3 separate regions of the Mus musculus genome follow, and regions 2 and 3 are each linked to region 1. Evidence: chromatin contacts called from public Micro-C and promoter capture Hi-C data. All regions are on one chromosome and are shown on one strand. Each heading gives the region's core, a stretch centred on a gene start, on an enhancer-like site or on the middle of the called end of the contact. The rest is flanking DNA. Distances are from core to core; before and after follow the strand shown. Region 1 holds the start of 1700110K17Rik (RIKEN cDNA 1700110K17 gene). Region 2 has its middle 38 kb from the start of Gm39319. Region 3 holds the start of Olfr978 (olfactory receptor 978).

Region 1 (3,856 bases), core at 650-3,149:
GCAGAGGTCTCTGTGAGCAGGGCTGGTGGCAGAGGGGACTCACTCAGTGACAGATGCAAGAGTGGGCACAGAGGTGAAGAACACATTGGAGAACTAAATTCCAGTTTGGGCAGCCTGAGAAGATCCAGTGGAGCAGAGAGAGATGGCTCAATGGGCAGAGGTGCTTGCTCCCAAGCTTCCACCATGTGGGTCCCAGGGATCGACCAGAGTTCGATCCCTGGGACCCACATGGTGGAAGGAGAGAACTACCTCCCTAAAGCTGTCCTCTAATCCCCACGTGTGCGGCGTGGTATGTGCATCTGTGCATGTACACATAGTGGAGGTCATGTGCAGAGCTCCCGGCCCCACTCCATACAGATTCACACTCTACCTCTTCCCCCTCCCCAATGATACTGGATGGGCTGCTGGATGCTCTCTCTGTATTGAGTTTATCCAGGCGGTAGGGCATGGTACTCTTTACAAATGTCTCCATGGAGCATCTGAGGTTACAGCTAGATCTTCATGTAAATGTCACTGTCCCGAGGCAAGGCCAGAATGTGGTATGGCACAAAGGCTTCCTGAGTTAGTCTGGCTCCTGAGCAGGTGGGCAGGATCCTGCCCCTCCTGTCACCTTGGTCTGGGGCCATGTAATCTCCCAGGATGTCCCTTCCCATTTCCACTGTCTCTTTCTGAGGATTCTTCCCTCCCTGCCCAGCTCTTTGATTTCTCTGTTCTCTGAAAACAGAACAAACTGAGTTCATTCTTTCCTCTCCACCCTTTTCTCTTCACCTCTTCTATTCTATTGAAAACACAAGCTAAGTTTCGGTCTTTACTGTATTAACAGATTGAATGCCTCGGTATAACTGGATTTAGTGCCATGGGAAGTACAAGGAACTTTTTAGAGGTGAATTTTGGGTAGGAGGTATGAGAACAACCCCCCCCCCCCCCCGTAGACCAGCAACATAACTTACCAGGCTGCTATGAGTGACTTACATCTGTAGCAAACTCTGAGGCTAGCCCTGGGTCACTTTCTCCTCTCTATCTGGCATTTAGCTTCATCTTTTAAATGAAATGGAAGGATAGTGGCCGTTATTAACTCAACTGAATGTCCTGGCACATGGTACCTGTGCCAGCGAGATGGCCAAGCCAGTGTGGCCTGAGTTCATTCTGCAGGACTCACACTGTGGAAGGAGGAAACAGACTCTGGCAAGTTGCCCTCTGACATCCACAGGCATGCCCATGGTACATGCATGCCTGCACACATACATGCAAGATAAAATAACGTCGTAATTTGTAAAAGACATGCCTATGAAATAATATATATGTGAATGCTTTGAAAAGCGGAGTTGTTGTCACTATGGGCAAGTGTTGAAACAAAGCATGTATAAAATGAACTGGTGGCATTGAGAGATTCTTTCAGGGTCTAAATCATCTTCCCTAATAGCTTTCTACATGTAGTTAAAGCTCAAACAGGATTGGATGGGTGAATATTTAAATACTTGACTGCTTGTTTCTAGTCCCAGTTCCCTTTTCACACCGGCACTACTGCCCCCTGCTGGTCAGTAGCAGCATTACAGTGCAGCAAGTCCCTAGCTGGGTTGTCTCCTCAGCCTGTTGCCTGGGCTCCCTGAGCTGGCTCCTTTGCATGGGTCTGTGGCCGACCGTCACTCACAGCCTTCCTTCCTTCCTTCCTCTTCCCTCTCCATCTCATTCCCCGTCTCCATCTGCCCCTGCAGCACTGCCAGTAACTCCAACCGCAGCACGCCAGCCTGCTCTCCCATCCTCCGGAAGCGGTCCCGCTCACCAACACCACAGAACCAGGACGGAGACACCATGGTGGAGAAGGGCTCAGATCACTCCTCGGACAAGTCCCCGTCCACCCCGGAGCAGGGTGTGCAACGCAGTTGCTCCTCACAGTCTGGTCGGAGCGGTGGTAAAAATTCCAAGGTGAGCAGACGATGCTGGGGACTTGGCAGCCTTTGTTAGCTGGTCGCAGGAAGCTACTGGGTACTCATGTGACCGAACAGCCCCGTGTCTATGTGATGAAGTCAGGACAGGTCAGCGTCAGCAGGGGAGACTCTTGATGAATTGATTCCTGGTTAATCATTCAGGGAGGGTCCCGAGTCATGCGCCCCTTCTCCACCCCGCTCCCCATCTCTCGGTAAGCATCTAAGGAACTTCAAGACCCTTGAGATATGGAGGAAGCTCTGGTGAGCAGGAGGTGTCGCCTTTATAATCCTTCGTTAAATTTGGCCCTTTGAACTGGCAAAGGAACGTTATTTGGGACAAGTGTATTGCCAGGAAGAGCGAGTTCAGGGAAGCTTCCGGAGGGCTATTTTTAACCTCCTCCTTGGCCATCACCCCGCCTTACCTTTGTCCCAGCCCATGCCCTACTCATCTTGCAGAGAGGATAGTCACAGGACTTTTCCTTCCCTCTCAAGCTTGTCTTGGGCTCCTGATCCAAGGATTAGCATAGAGGCCTCCCTCACATGGTTAAGGTTCCCCAGAGTTCTCCTTCGATCCCCAGGCCTCTGGCAATCAAGAGGTGCCTCTACTCAGGTGCTCCTAAACCAACGGGAGTCGCAGGGCTTGAGAAAGGGGACCCCTCGGGAGGCTTGGGAGAAACCCCACTTGAACTTGTCTTTTGATTTCTTGTTCTTCCTCTTCTCCCCACTGTTTTCCAAACACCTTTGCATGCATGGTCTTAGTCTCACAAGCGCCTCTCAAAAGTAAGCCATCTTTTGTCTCTGTCTTTTAATCTCCCCTCTAGTATTGAATTGTCTGTAGTGCTCAGCATCCCTCCTTCTACCCCTGCCAATTCTGCCCATATGTCCTGCTTGGTCCCTTTCCCAGAAGGGCTGAACCCACTGTTCCCCACCCCCACCCCTTGGCAGGCTGGCTTGGAAGTCACTGAGGGACCACGCCCACTGCACCTGACAACAGAGAAAAGACTCCACCTCCCACCCCACTCCACCTGCACCCCATCCCCTTCCCGAGTCTGCCTGCTTCTCAAACACTACCACTAGTGGGAATGTGTCTCCCTCCTTGCGTGGCACTTTGTAAAACGCAGAGTCCTGCAGGAGGTAGTTCCGTCCCTGTGGGCGTGGAGCCTCCACTCAGTCACTCTGTTGTTTCATGTGACCCTTGGATGGGTAACGGTGGCCTCCCTGGCAGAAGTGAGGAAAGACCTTGATGAGATCTGCCTAGTTCATCTTTTCCTCCACCCCTGAGAGCTACCTGGCAGGGCACCCGCTGCGACTTGCTTGTACCGCTCTGGTACTCATTCACAGTGTGCTTAGAGACCTGGGTTTTGATTAAAGAAGGTACAGTACCAGAACCTTGGAGGGTGATGACTGACAGTACCCACCAGGCTCTAGGGAGGGAGACGTGCCAGCCTCTACCCAGGGCCCTCGGATCTCCAGTGGTGAGCTCAGTGGTGAGCAGTTGGTCGCAAGGCAGTAGGGCCCAGGAAGTCGATTGTTGGGAAGAAGTGCCAACTTCAGTCAGAGAGACAACTTACAACAGGGTCTGTGAGTGTCCTCAGGGAGGACGGTGGCACACCACTATCCACTTCCAATGGATGCAAGAACAAGAAGCTCCACAGCCAAGCCTTCCCACTGTGCCCTTCAGAGGCAGACCTGTGACTCTCAGTATTTTATGTGCCTATTGCCAGTGGGGGGTGGGGGGCGGCAGCCTGGAGTGAGGAAGCCAGTGGGAGTCCTCTGTGGGTGTAGGAGGCTGGGCAGGTTCCGGCATGCCTGATAGCTGGGGACAGGAGTTGTACAAGACCTTTTGTCGCTACGCCAGTGCCCGCCCCTCTGCCTTAGTTGAAGTGTGTACCAGAAGGCTCCAGGCTCATCTGGGAGAAGGAGAACCC
Region 2 (3,959 bases), core at 580-3,079, 290 kb before region 1:
AATGTCCACTGTCTGACTAATAAAAAGGTAACACTTTTATTTGGAGACAGAAACCTAAATGCTGTGAAATAATTTAACCAGTTCCTCAGGCCTTTTTAACATCTATTTTTCTACTTTTTAGATTCATCATTTAAAGGAGATAGAGCTTGGGGAATTCTGAGCTGTTTGTTGAAAGCTTAACACCCCCCCCCCCCCGCCCCAAACCCCAAACCACCTGCCTTTGCCATGAATACGCCTCTTTTTCGAATACAAAAATAGAAAGGACATTCTGGTCTAAATAATGCATACTGTTCTATTCTGTGAGGCAGGTCAGAACTTGAGCAGCTACTTCATCCCAAATGCCTGCTGGGCTCTGCTTGACGCAGAGGTCTCTTCAGGAGCTGCGCATTGCCCGGGACACCAGGGCAGCCTCCCGTGCGCCTCCGATCCCGATTGTGATTACCAAGCTTTCCCACAATGCTTGCCCTTTTGCTTCTTGTTGTAAAAGAGGCGCTTACGTTTGCACTTTCTCCCTCTTTATTTCAGTTGACCAGCTCCTTCACCCTGGAGCTAGAATGTCCAGCAGGAACTTTGCCACCAAGATCAAATCCAGGCGCCAAGATTCGCCAGCTCAGATAGCCTCTTGGCGCCCTTGCTTTCCTAGTGAGAAATGGAAGTGAGGATGCTTACCTCCCAGGAAGTAAGGATGTCAGGAATCCGGATACCAGGAATTATCCCTAGGAAGTGCTCTGTTTACCAACTCAGGGCAGGTTTCTTCCTTCCTTCCTTCCTTCCTTCCTTCCTTCCTTCCTTCCTTCCTTCCTTCCTTCCTTCCTTCCTTCCTTCCTTCCTTCCTTCCTTCCTTCCTTCCCTCCCTCCCTCCCTCCCTCCCTCCCTCCCTCCCTCCCTCCCTCCCTCTCTCTCTTTCTTCCTTTTTTTTTTTTTTTTTTTTCGAGGCAGGGTTTCTCTGTGTAGCCCTGGCTGTCCTGGAACTCACACTGTAGACCAGGCTGGCCTCAAACTCAGAAATCCGTCTGCCTCTGCCTCCCGAGTGCTGGGATTAAAGGAGCGCCACCACGCCCAGGACCTTTATTTCTGAATACGCCAGAGCTAAGGAGTAGATGCACGAGCCCTATACCATTGTCAACGTAACCCTACTGTCCAACAAACAGCATCAACACCTCCCGGAACACATTAGAAGTGCCACATATCAGGCTGGGCCCCAACCCTGCTACTGTAGACACTCTGTGGATGGGACACAAGCCCCGCCCCCTGTTGGTCGTGCCCCTTTCTCCACTTAGTTCCCTTTGGGGTCAGTTCCCCAACTGTATTCATATGAAAGCACAGCGTGGATCTCCGTGCAGGTGCCGGTTATAACCAGGAAAAAAAGGTGTGCGTGCCCACACATGTTTTACTGGTGTTGTCGTGATAATCCTTATTTCAGAAGCCTCTGGGTCTGGCCATGTCATTTATTCGCTCTCCCAGTTGAGCTGGCGATTTGGGAGATGGGCTTTAGGAGTTGGTAGGGACTCCTTCCTACGATTTGCTCATACCTGAGAATTGAAAATGTCCTGACTCGCAGCCTTAGAAATAACAAGCCTAGAGTCCTTCCCTGGAGGGACCTTGCCCTGGGGGTAGGGCTTTTCTGCCTTTAGGGGTGAGTTGGAAAGGCTGAGCTGGTAGTATGTCCACAGGCCTGTGAGTCAGAGGATTTTCTTGTTTATAGCAATCTTACCACCCTCTTTATTTTTGTTTGGTTAGTTATTTGCTAAGGGGCGGGACTTCCAGTAGCCCAGGCTGACCTTGGATCCTGACCTCTGCCAAGCAGCTTGCCTTCAGCTCCTAGGGCTGGGGATTGGTTAGACATCGCCCTCTTGTGGATAGCTAGTTTCACTGGCTCCAGATGGCACAGCGGCCTGCTACCGGCTTAGCACAAAAGTCCTTGGGTTGCTGACAAAATGGCTACAGGTTGCTTCTCTGGTTTTCTCCTTTCCTTGGCCCTCTCTTGCCAAGTGATTCTTCATGAACCCCGTGCTAATTTGGGGGCGACACAAGCATTTTACAAGCATTCCTCACTTGTAGCGAAGTGAACCAGGGGTGTATAGCATTTAATACAACAGTAGTATTCTGCTAATACTACTGCTAATACAAGGCAAGTCTCACCATTACGTTGTTCAAGATTATTCAGGTTAATTTTAGAAAAACATACAAATGACACCTGTCATTCACCAAGTAAATAATTTGCTCTTTATATGTCATTTTGTGGACCATTTCCCTGGGCGTTTCTACTTTGGTACTTTTTCCTATTTTTGCTTGAATTCTGCGTACATAGCTTAAGATCAAGATCCGGACAGAGCCAGGGCATGATGGTGCACATCTTGAATTCTGGCACTTGAGAGTAAGAGGCCAAGGCAGGTGAACCCCTATGAGTTCAAGGCCAGCCTGGTCTACAGAGTGAGTTCCAGTCCAGCCAGGGCTACATTGTGAGACCCTGTCTCAAAAGAATAAGAAGGAGGAGGAGGACAATAAGAAGAGGAAAGCGGGGCTGGAGAGATGGCTCAGCGGTTGAGAACACTCACTGGCTGCTCTTCCAGAGGTCCTGAGTACCATTCCTAGCAACCACAGGGTGGCTCACAACCATCTGAAATGGGATCTGATGTGTCTGAAGACAGGAGCAGTGTAGCGTAGTCATATACATACAATAAATAAATACATTTTAAAAAAGAAGAGGCAAGTGAGGGATGGGGGCTTGAGGGAGGGAAACAGTGTCAGCCCCCGCAATGCTGCAGACCTAGTCCTGGACTTGATGCCTCGAGGCATGTCGTCGTCCTTGGTAACGTGAGCCATCCATCCCCTTCATAGCTCAGCTAGGTCATTTAAATGCCGCTAACCCATGCTCCCCCTCCCCCATCCTTCCTTTTGCTTCTTTACCTTTAAGTTACACCTGCTCTTCTAATGCTCTTTCCTTTTGCTTTTAACATCCTTCTTCATTTTCCATGGAAGGAAAAGAAAGAGAAGAAAAAGAAACCCCAGTGCCTATTATTGTCTGAGCTAAGAATATGTTTTCTTGGTTCTTGGCTAGGAGTCTATAGCTCAGTGCTTTAGGGTGATATTTTACTCGACGATCAATAAAGCTTTTCCATTTCAGAATTATTAACCCTGGGTCTGCCATCGAAGTTAAAATATTTTTTCTATTCATTCCACATCCGATTCACATCTTTGTTCATCCGTTCGAGAGAGGGACAGCATTAATCACTTCAACGATATCCACAAAGGATATTTCTGTTCTTGGCTCTGGGGGGTTCGAGCCGTATTTGTAGACAGAAGGGGCTTAAGTGGGGACTGAAGGGAAATGCAAACACGATTCGCTTTAGATTTTCTGGTGAGCGTTGAGACAGGGCAGCAAGGATAGGGAGGTGGATAGCTCCATTAACTCTGTAGGGGAAGCTGCTTGGAATAGCTGCCTGTTTGCATGGGAGCTAAATAATGAGAAGGAACCAGCAGTGTGGCACCTCGGGGCAGAGCCTCTGGGCAGCAGGGTTAGCAAGGATACAAGTCCCCTGGTGAGACTCAACCTCTGCAGGAGCTGCGTATGGACAGCTGAGGCCACAGCAAGAGGAACAGAGGGAGGTAGGCTTAGAGAGTCAGGGGCTGGCAAATTCATTTCCTCGGCTTCCCTCTCTCTTTCCTCTCTCCGTTGTGGGGCTGAGGATCCATTAGGAAAGCATCTACCAAGGAGCTACATCCCTGGCTTCAGTCCTCACCCTAGCTGTGAGTAGAGGGACTCTACTCTTCTAACAAGATCTCACATAATTCAAAGGTCATGCTGGCTGCTGGATTGTAAGGAAACAGAGAAGGCAGCACCACAGTCAAGAATGAGGACTTTATTCATTTATTTATTTATCTATTTATTTATTGGATTCCCCTGGAACAGGTGCTATAGACAGCTGTGAGCTGCCATGTAGGTGTTGGAAATTGAA
Region 3 (4,000 bases), core at 1,350-3,849, 340 kb after region 1:
AACACACAAACACACAAACAATCAAACAAACAAGTAAAACACTAGTGAGGGTAGACATTTAAGTTACAGTCAATGTCAGCTCAGTGTTTAAGTACTTCTGCACATTTGCTTTTGACTTTGCTAACTGAGAGGAGTTGTATGACTGGCCCTGGCCATTGCAGACCCTTGTGCAAAGGACACAACTTTATGACGGATGTGTGCCATGCTACCACAGTTAGTAGGATAATTCTTCTCAGCACAATGTCACAGTTTACTCAATGAAGCGATGATGGCAAGCAAGCACAATCGGATGTTCTTTCTTAAGCATTTCTGAAATGCAGTACGAACAAATATTAGAAGTCTGGGCACAAGCTATATTAGATTTCCAGCTTTACTTTCCTCATCTGCTAGAAGGAATGGCATGGATTGCATTAAGAGGGTGTATGTGATATGTAAACATTTTTTGAAAAATAATGCACACACATATATACACATACATACACATACACACACATACACATACACATACACATACACATACACATACACATACACATACACACACACACACACATACACACACACACACATACACATACACTTACACACACATACACATACACATACACATACACATACACATACACATACACACACACACACACACACACACACATACACATACACATATACATATACATGATTGTGGGGCTTATTTTGCAAAATTTACCTCCTAGAAAGTAACCAAAGTACACTTTATACTTTAAGTCAAAACAAATATAGCTTATGGAAGTAGCATAATTATATGAGAATCTGTTAATTTCTACAAGTTGGAGAATAAAACCAATGAGCACTTGTTTTTTTATTTTACTTTTTTATTTTTATGCCTAAGGATATTTGTTTTATTTTTATACTTAATATCTGTTCTATTTTCTTACAGAACAGAATTAAAATTTTTTGAAATGGTAACTTTGAACTTGAACACACTGTCAGGAATTTTTCATAGACATACAGCTGATAGCTATTATCAGTAATCAATAGAAAGCATGCAATGTATATATCACATTCACTGACATATGTTTGCCCTCAAAGCCTTGGTTTTTCAAAGTATTAGAAAATAAAGACCTATATAATTTTATCTCATGAAAAACAAATAAAAACAGATTGGGAAATAAACTGTTTTGTTGAGTGTTTTCTAAAATGTCCATTTCCTCATAAGCATATTATGTCATTTAGTGACTGTATTATATATATATATATATATATATATATATATATATATATATATATATATATATATATTTTATTTTTGCAATGTTTAAACATACAAAAAAGGATATTCCTGGAGGTCTTATTTCAACTGAGAAAACATACTGCAGGAGTGTCACGCTGGATTGCAAATTTTGCAATGTGTTTGTAAAGTATTAAAATTAAACTGTTTTCCTGACGTGCTCCCCATCCTGCAAAAGCCAGGTAAGAGTGTGGTCTTTCTGCTGAGACAGGTTCACAGGGTATTTTCTTTGGGATTCTTACAAGTATTTATCAAGAAACGAAAACATTATCAGTCACTTCATTAAAAATTAGGACTAGACGTTTGAATAGCTCTTTGAAATTCTCATGGTGACATCAGCCACACAGTTTAAACACAGATGTTGCAGATGTTAAGAGTATTCATCCTCACGTATTATTTATCCTGAGGAAGCACAGACCCATATTTTATTTTCAACAGTGCTTTCTTCACTTCTTTGTTCCTCAGGGTGTACACAACAGGGTTGAGTAGGGGTGTCAACACAGTGTAGAAAACGGCCACAATTCCATCTACAGCATCCCTGGAGCCTGGCCTCAGGTAGATGAAGAGACCAGGGCCAAAGAAACAGAGGACCACGATGCAGTGTGAGGCACATGTCTGGAAAGCTCTGTGCCGGCCCTCTGAAGTGCGAATCCTCAGGATGGAGCAGACAATGGACACATAGGACAGCGAAATCAGAAAAAAACACCCCGAAGCCACTACCCCGATATTCACAAAGATGACCATCTCATTGGCTGAGGTGTCTGCACAGGCCAGCTTGAGGATGGGAGGTGCATCACAGAAATAATGCTGGATCTGGTTGGGACCACAGTAGGGCAAATGGAAGGTCAATGTAGTCTGGACAGCAGAGTGCAGGGAACCAGTGAACCATGTTCCTGCTGCCAGGAGGGCACACATTCTGCCACCCATCATGCTGCTGTACCTGAGTGGGTAACTGATGGCCAAGTAGCGATCATAGGACATGACTGTGTACAGGAAACACTCGGTGCTACCCAGGAAGTGGAAGCAATAGAGCTGTGCCACACAGCTGTGGAAGGAGATAGCCCCGCCCCCTGTGGACACCAAAGTCATCAGCATTTTAGGCACTGTGACTGTGGAGAACCACATGTCAATAAAGGAGAGGTTGGTGAGGAAGTAGTACATTGGTGTGTGGAGGTGGGAATCCACCCTGATCACCGTCAGGATGAGAAGGTTTCCCAACACAGTAAGAATATAAATCACAAGGAAGATCCCAAAGAGCATGGAGTCCAGGACTGGTGGGTGGGGAAGACCTGAGAGGAAGAATGTGGTCACTATGCTTGTGTTTGACATTTCTTCATATGGATTATGGCCTTCATATGGATTATTTTCACTGATGGAGAACACCGAATAGAATTATTTTATATATATTGTATAGACACCACAGTCCAAAGGAATTGTTGATTTCTTATTCCATTCATACCCCTGTTAGCCATAAGAAAAGAATGCTAAATTTATATGAAATGGTTGACTTTTAACAAGAGGAGTAAATTAAGTACTCTTTCTTTTTATAATTAGAGAAAATATGTTCAAATAATAGTTAGTGCTAATAACTTTCTCCCAGCACCAATGTCCATTCAAATAGCCTTCTCTCTCTTTTTTTTATCATATGCCTGCAAAGATACACACACACACACACACACACACACACACACACACACACACACACACACACACATATTCATTTTTTTCCTTTGATCATTAAATAAACATAGATGATGAAATTTTACAGCATTCTTCCTCCTGGATAGAAGCTGCTCTCTGGTCAGCAGCGGATACAAGGAAGGCATGCGTCTGCAACATGATTATGCTGTTAAGTGCCTGCCTTTTTTCCTGTGTCCTGCCTTTCTGGTCATATGAAATGCTGAAGACTACCACAGGGATGGAGGGAGCACATCTACTCTATTTCTTTTTATCACTCCAGGACTTTGAGTTAGTGTTCACTCTATGGGATCAAATTATCTCTGCATTTTGAGATGCTCATGAAATATTGTGTTTCAGATGTAAAGAGACCTAAACTTCGACTCATCTTTAAGTATCAGATCTGAATGAAATGTAACAATACAAGATACTTTGAAATCTAAACATTCAAATTGTCTATATATAGTCTGAAAATTATTTTTACTCGTTGGTGAGATATCTGAGACAAGAATTAATTTTTTTTAAAGAGCAGACTGGGTGTCTAATAAATAATATACTTACATGTAAATAGCAGTGAAAAGTTACAGAAGCTAAATGGAAATCTAGCCAGAATTCTAGATCAAATCCAATCAAAAGAAATATCACTTGCCCAGTGCTTAGGATACCTCTGCACTTTTTATCCTTGCCTCTCTACCAGAAGCAGTCTTTTCCTGTGTGGAAGTCAAGTGGATTTGGGTTGAATGCTTAGAGGTGAAATGCTATGGTGTACAGACAAAGTACTTAATTGACTGATGCAGTATATAATAGACTTTTATTAAAAACACACAGTGTTAGTTAAGCCAAAACTAAAGCAATAGGAACTGATTTCAAAAACAAAACCGTGAAGAATCTAAGAGTTCCACCTGAATATATTGAAGAATTTCCAGTGTGACCAGCCAGGAAGGAAGTATTGAGTTTAGACACCATGGGCTACTTACCAGTTACGGAGGTCTGCTTAGGATCACTGGGTAGACATTAAACTTTAAAGAACCTTTATGCCCTTGATGAGCAGTA

Evidence for each region. Promoter capture Hi-C pulls out the DNA fragments that hold promoters and counts their contacts. A called contact is a pair of places that touch in the nucleus more often than the background predicts.
Region 2: a Micro-C map of embryonic stem cells shows a contact between it and region 1, with 2.3 times the contacts expected there. The contact joins the enhancer-like site here to the promoter of 1700110K17Rik in region 1. A contact is called at or near these places in 8 of 484 Hi-C or Micro-C datasets (B cells, the HPC-7 cell line, LSK cells and 4 more), 5 of 115 datasets of contacts at active chromatin or transcription factors (astrocytes, bone marrow-derived macrophages, embryonic stem cells and 1 more) and 1 of 9 other capture datasets (adipose tissue).
Region 3: a contact with region 1 is called in a promoter capture Hi-C map of liver, with 3 times the contacts expected there. The contact joins the promoter of Olfr978 here to the promoter of 1700110K17Rik in region 1. A contact is called at or near these places in 2 of 39 promoter capture datasets (the C10 cell line and liver).

The regions. Positions count from the first base shown.
Region 1 is chr9:40,331,515-40,335,370 of GRCm38.p6, reverse strand. 1700110K17Rik (RIKEN cDNA 1700110K17 gene) reads right to left here and starts at 1,899. Exons shown (of 3, transcript NR_040728.1): 1 at 1,784-1,899. It overlaps Gramd1b (GRAM domain containing 1B), which reads left to right. Exons shown (of 20, transcript NM_172768.2): 3 at 1,716-1,926.
Region 2 is chr9:40,626,186-40,630,144 of GRCm38.p6, reverse strand. No RefSeq gene overlaps it. Among named protein-coding and RNA genes, the nearest start is that of Gm39319, 38 kb to the left of the region's middle. Within about 2 kb of position 1,829, at least 23 of the 459 cell types and tissues checked have an H3K27ac peak or open chromatin away from gene starts, as enhancers often do. A contact at or near this core is called in bone marrow-derived macrophages, cerebral cortex and embryonic stem cells, where this site is marked.
Region 3 is chr9:39,992,411-39,996,410 of GRCm38.p6, reverse strand. Olfr978 (olfactory receptor 978) reads right to left here and starts at 2,599. Exons shown (of 1, transcript NM_147105.2): 1 at 1,664-2,599. The coding sequence starts at 2,599. The coding sequence ends at 1,664.